Regions from separate parts of the Sus scrofa genome. Here region 1 is linked to region 2. Evidence: chromatin contacts called from public HiChIP or PLAC-seq data. All regions are on one chromosome and are shown on one strand. Each heading gives the region's core, a stretch centred on a gene start, on an enhancer-like site or on the middle of the called end of the contact. The rest is flanking DNA. Distances are from core to core; before and after follow the strand shown.

Region 1 (2,700 bases), core at 92-2,591, 590 kb before region 2:
ATCTCCTTAGCCAAGCAACTAAATTTCTCTGTCCAAGATTCATATGTCAGTTAAGTCAAAAGCCTAGTGATAACCATAACACTGAGGCCTTCCTTGCCTGCACATAAAAACTGGTCTATCCTAGTGCCAAAACTTACTGAAATATTTTCTCTAAAGAAAAACACTCCATAACAATTTGTTTGGGTTTATAATGCACTTCTTTTGTCTTTGATTGCTTTATACGAGTACCATGTGTGTGTATTTTCTTTTTTTTTTTAATATAATTTTTTTATTTTCCCACTGTACAGCAAGGGGGTCAGGTTATCCTTACATGTATACATTATAATTATATATTTTCAAATGGATAATCATTTACAATTATTTAACAAAACAAAATCCTTTTGCTCCGATTAAATAAGTCACATCAGCAACCCTTTCCAAACATGAAACTATTATGAAACAAGATATGAGCCAAAGTTGTCCTGAGGAAGCTGTCACTCACACCCAAGTGGTTTGATAATTGTATGCGAGAAAAGACGAGTTTCTCCACATGCCACATTATCTTCAAGTGCATGGTCATGGAAGAATCAAAGCAAAAGCAGGCTAGGCGGACAACAAAATTATTCCTATTCACCCTTGATATCTAATAAGAAAGCTGGCTTCCTGATCCAGAAAGATGCGACTACCAAAAGAAAAGAAACCCAAACATCTCGTAACAAAAACTCTTGTGACGACTTCCCCATTCAGGGGCGCCCAGGGTTTCCTACTTCACGTCCTTAAGTGTCACGCCCTCCATGGAACGAGACAAGGTCCCTGCTCCAGGGAGGCTCAAGGACCCGGTGCAGGAGAAGAATCTAAGTGTGTGGGAGAGTCCAACAGAGAATTGAGGAACCCAGAGAAGGAAAAGTTCATTCTTCCAAGGGGTAGGACTGGGAGAGTCGGGTGGAGTTGGAAAGGATGGAGGGAGGTGTCCGAGAGATGACCAGCTAGAAGCTGGTGGGGGAGAGGGACCGGAGCAGGAATCCCACGGAAAGTGGAGGGGAAGCGCAGAAGCCACCTCCTCTCTCGTGCTCCGAGGCGCCCCCACCCCGCCGGCCCTGCCCAGATTTCCTCCCGGATCCCCAGACCTCCCCGCCCAGGGCTCCTCGCGCACGGGCCTTAGGGGCGGAGGGTGCCATGGGGGCATCGCTGAAGCTCCCCAGCCGCTGAAGCTCCTCCCGCCCGGCGAGATGGGCTTGGGGGCGTCTCGGGCCCCACCAGCTCCCCGGGAGGCAGCGATGCCGCGCCCCATGCCAGCCGCCGCGCAGCAGACTGGTCCCCACCGAATGCGGACACTCACTTTTTCGTGGAAGATGGACTCCATGTTTATTTGTCTGGAGCCAACGGCCCCTTCGCCGAACCAGCCCCCTCCAGCTCCGCCCCCCGACCCCACCCCTCCGCCCACCCTGCCCCGCCCCGCCTCGGGCAGCCCCTGCCCGCGTGCCTCGCGCAGACCAATCACCCCCGAGGAGGCCAGTCACGTGGAGCGAAGAGAGGTGGGGGGAACGCCGGGGCGGTAAACGCGGGGGCACGTGACCTTTGTAGCCGCGTCCTCCCACCGCTTGTTATCTAGCCTTCCGGGGGATGCTGCAGCGCCCCCTGCTGTGTGGAGGGTCATCCTGGCTTGGCACCCATTGCTATGGATTCTCAGACTTCTAGGGGTCTGAATAAGGACCGCTGGCTTCTATGGTCTTGTTTTCCACTTTACCTTGTACTTTCTGTTGATCATATTTGCATACAGTTGTTTAATATCTTTCTCCTCCTCCCCCAAAGACTGTGGTTGCATCACTTGATACTAAACACTTGTGTAAAAGTGAGAGTGAATATCTATGTAGGTTTTATTCTTGTAAGGGTGGGCACTTTTATAAGTGATTTGCATATATTAAGGAAGTTAATACAGCAACCTTTGATGTAACGTTATTATCCCTATTCTACACATGAGGAAACGGAGGCGTTGGAGAAAGTAAGAACAGCAAAACTAATAAGTCCATTCTCCTTATTGCTAGTGTAAATTTTCTGGCACTGAAGAGGAAGCATTGGTTCTGGAAGGTGAAAAATCCAGGAAAGTGTTGGGCGGGGGGTAGCTGAAGGAGTCGGACAAGAGTGGATCTTGCATCTCGAAACCAGGTTAAGGAACGTGTGCTTTTTAAAAGGCAGCAGGGGAGTTCCCGTGGTGGCGCAGTGGTTAACGAATCCGACTAGGAACCATGAGGTTGAGGGTTCGATCCCTGCCCTTGCTCAGTGGGTTAAAGATCCCGCGTTGCGGTGAGCTGTGGTGTAGGTCGCAGACGCGGCTCGGATCCCGCGTTGCTGTGGCTCTGGCGTAGGCCAGTGGCTACAGCTCCGATTCGACCCCTAGCCTGGGAACCTCCATATGCCGCGAGAGCGGCCCAAGAAATGGCAAAAAGACAAAAAAAAAAAAAAAAAAAAAAAGGCAGCAGGGAGCTAGATAAGGGTTTTAAGAGAAGAGACAGGCTCAAATTTGCATTTTAGGATGACCACAGAAGAGAGCCATTACGGTCAAATGAAACTTGGGAGAGGTGGTGGTGTTTGGCCTAGGGCGGTGACTTGGAGTTGGAGAAAGACCATTTTGAGAGATAATTAGCAAGTAGGGAGACTCAACAAAACCTTGGTAAGAGCATAGGGAGTGATTTCAGGGTTTCTGCCTAGGCAGCCACGGTG
Region 2 (2,700 bases), core at 171-2,670:
CTCTACTTTGGTCACAAAGTGTGAGAGCTCCCCCTTCTGGTCTCCCAACTCTATCTAATGTAGGCTTGTTTCTTGATTTTTTACATCTCTGAGGGGAACAACAATGCCACCTACCACAGGATAATAACAGTACTTGCTTATGGCTAGTGTAAGACGTGAAACATGTCTAACATGTCTAACACTTAACACAATATACAGCACTCAATAAGGGCATAGGAACAATTAGAGGCTCTTATTATCATCATTATTATTTCTAGTGCTGCTGAGTTTTTCTGTTCACTGGACTGGGCTAAACCTGTCTTGAGAGGTGGAAAAGAAGGAGCTGTTAACACACCCAATATTTAATTTGGAGACAGTAAAACACTGTGCCTAAGGGAATAATGTGGATTCCTTATTAGGGCACGTGATCTTAGATAAGCTAACTTCTGAGGTCCTTGGGACTATGTTGTAGGCTTGTTATTTAGGCCAAATTAGTCCAACCTTGCACACAAAGTAGGTGCTGAGTATTCATTGCATTATTTTATTTTTAATTTTTTATTTTTTTTTAATTTTTTGGCTTTATCAAGGGCTGTACTTGAGGCATATGTAGGTTCCCAGGCTAGGGGTTGAATCAGAGCTACACCTGCAGGCCTATGCCACAGCAACACAGGCTCTGAGCATCATCAGTGACCTACACCACAGTTCACGGCAATGCTGGATCCTTAACTCACCCAGCAAGGTCAGGGATCCAACCCCCGACCTCATGGTTACTAATCAGATTCTTTTCCCTTGAGCCACAAGGGGAACTCCTTTTTTGAATTACTGAACGTGGATTTCAGACTCATTTCAAATATTCAGTGAACTGTGTGCATATACACAACTACAAGACTGCTGTACGGAAAGCCCTTTACTGGCCTTTTTCACTTTTGGGTCTCAACTCAGATGTCACCTCCTCAAAGAGAACTTCCCTGACCATAATATCATTTAAAGTACTTCCCCCACCCCCCATTATCTCGTCTTTACAGCTCTGGTGGCCCTGCAATCCTCCTGTTCATCCACTGGTTTACTTACTATACCCCTGCGACTAGAAAGCAAAATGCATAAAATCAAGGATCTTATTTTCTGTATTCCCACCTCCTGCCGTGGGCCTCAACATCGTCATATGAAAAACCAGAAGGGCCTAAGCTAAGTGCCTTAGAGGTAAGCACGGGCGGGTCTCAAGTCTCAAATTCCTTCCAGGAGGGGCACCGCCTCCGCCACTCACGTGGGCCGCACCGGGGCCCGCCCCCCGAAGGGCGTGGCTTGCAATGTTGTGTCGGCCGCGTGCAGGCCGTCGCCCGGGAGGCGAGCTACGTCACACGCACACAAGCCCTGCCCACCCCGTTTCTCGCCACGGGAGGAAAAGGGGCGTGGCCAGGCGCGAGGACCCCGAAGCCGCCGGTGCTGCCGCCTGAGTTGCCTTCAGCTGGCTGCTCTAGGTTCCCGGCCGCTCAGGCAGCTCGGAAGCCACTCTGTTTTGGGGTCCTCGCTGCTCTTCCACGTCTCCCGGAAGAGTAGCTGAGCCGCGGCTGGTGCGGGACTGGGTTTGCTCAGCCTGGGCCCGCTCCCGGCCGGCTGTTGAGGGGGCGGCCCGGGAGGGAAAGGAGGCCGCGCAGCAGCCGCTTCAGAGTCCTCAGGTGAGGCGGCGGCAAGATCCTAGTAGGCCGGATAGTTCCGCAGGGGGCGCGAACGGCATTAGGGGCGGGGGCGGCGTCATTTCAGCGGAGACTCTGGTCTCTCCGCCCCGCTGGGGCTGGGAAGGGGACCAGAGAGCCCCCTTGGGCCCCCATCGGCGTGGCTTTGTGCCCCCCTTTTTCTTCCCTTCCCCACCCCCAGCCTCGTTTGGCCGCTCTTCCCCCTCCAGAGGCTCAGCGAGTTGGGTGGGGGGCGAAGTAGGGGTCTGTATCCACTGACAGCGGACTTCTAGGGACCAGCCGGCGGACCGCAGTCTCCCTTCCTCTATGTTTATACTTGGCTTTCGTAACAGCCCCTGTCACCGCGGCCGTCCGACCCATCCCCATCCCACCCACACTCACCTTCTCTCCACTTGGGCCTGGACTGTTTACTGGGGGGAATTTCTTGAGGGCTCTGTACCTCTGAAGTCGGTTGGAGTTGTTTGTTCGTCCCCTGGGGCAAGTGCCCAGGGTCCATCTTCGTGTTTATTTGGGTAATCTAAAGGCACAGGCTTTTGTTTTAAGGCCCTTTAAAACTTTTAAAGTGGGAGGCAAGATATAAGGAATTAATAAGTATGTTTTGATTGCTTTCTTAGGAGAGATAATTTGTCCCCTAATTACCACCAACGTTTATTTGGGAATAATAAATCGTAGGGAGTTTTATATATCAAACATATCACTTACATTTTCATTTGCTTTCACCTAAACTCCTTGAAATAATACACGGGCATATAATCGTCCCGTTTTACAAGGAACAGGTTTAGAGGGTGAGTTTCTTCTTTAGGTTATTCAGATACTGGGAGGCTAGATAGGGGAGGAAGGAGTTAAAAAGTGAGCTTGGAGTTTACATCGTGGCTCAGGGGAAGCGAATCTGACAAGGATCCATGAGGATGCAGGTTCAATCCCTGGCCTCGCTCAGTGGGTCAAGGATCCGGCATTGCTGAGAGAGGTGGTGTAGGACGCAGGCTGGGATCTGGCGTTGCTGTATCTGTGGTGTAGTTTGGCAACT

The links. HiChIP or PLAC-seq counts read pairs in DNA pulled down with a chosen protein or histone mark.
Region 1: an H3K27ac HiChIP or PLAC-seq map of alveolar macrophages shows a contact between it and region 2. The contact joins the promoter of ATXN3 here to the promoter of GOLGA5 in region 2. A contact is called at or near these places in 1 of 47 Hi-C or Micro-C datasets (liver) and 1 of 2 datasets of contacts at active chromatin or transcription factors (alveolar macrophages).

Annotation. Positions count from the first base shown.
Region 1 is chr7:113,644,431-113,647,130 of Sscrofa11.1, forward strand. ATXN3 (ataxin 3) reads right to left here and starts at 1,342. Exons shown (of 11, transcript NM_001123081.1): 1 at 1,319-1,342. The coding sequence starts at 1,342.
Region 2 is chr7:114,235,639-114,238,338 of Sscrofa11.1, forward strand. GOLGA5 (golgin subfamily A member 5) reads left to right here and starts at 1,421. Exons shown (of 13, transcript XM_013989218.2): 1 at 1,421-1,655.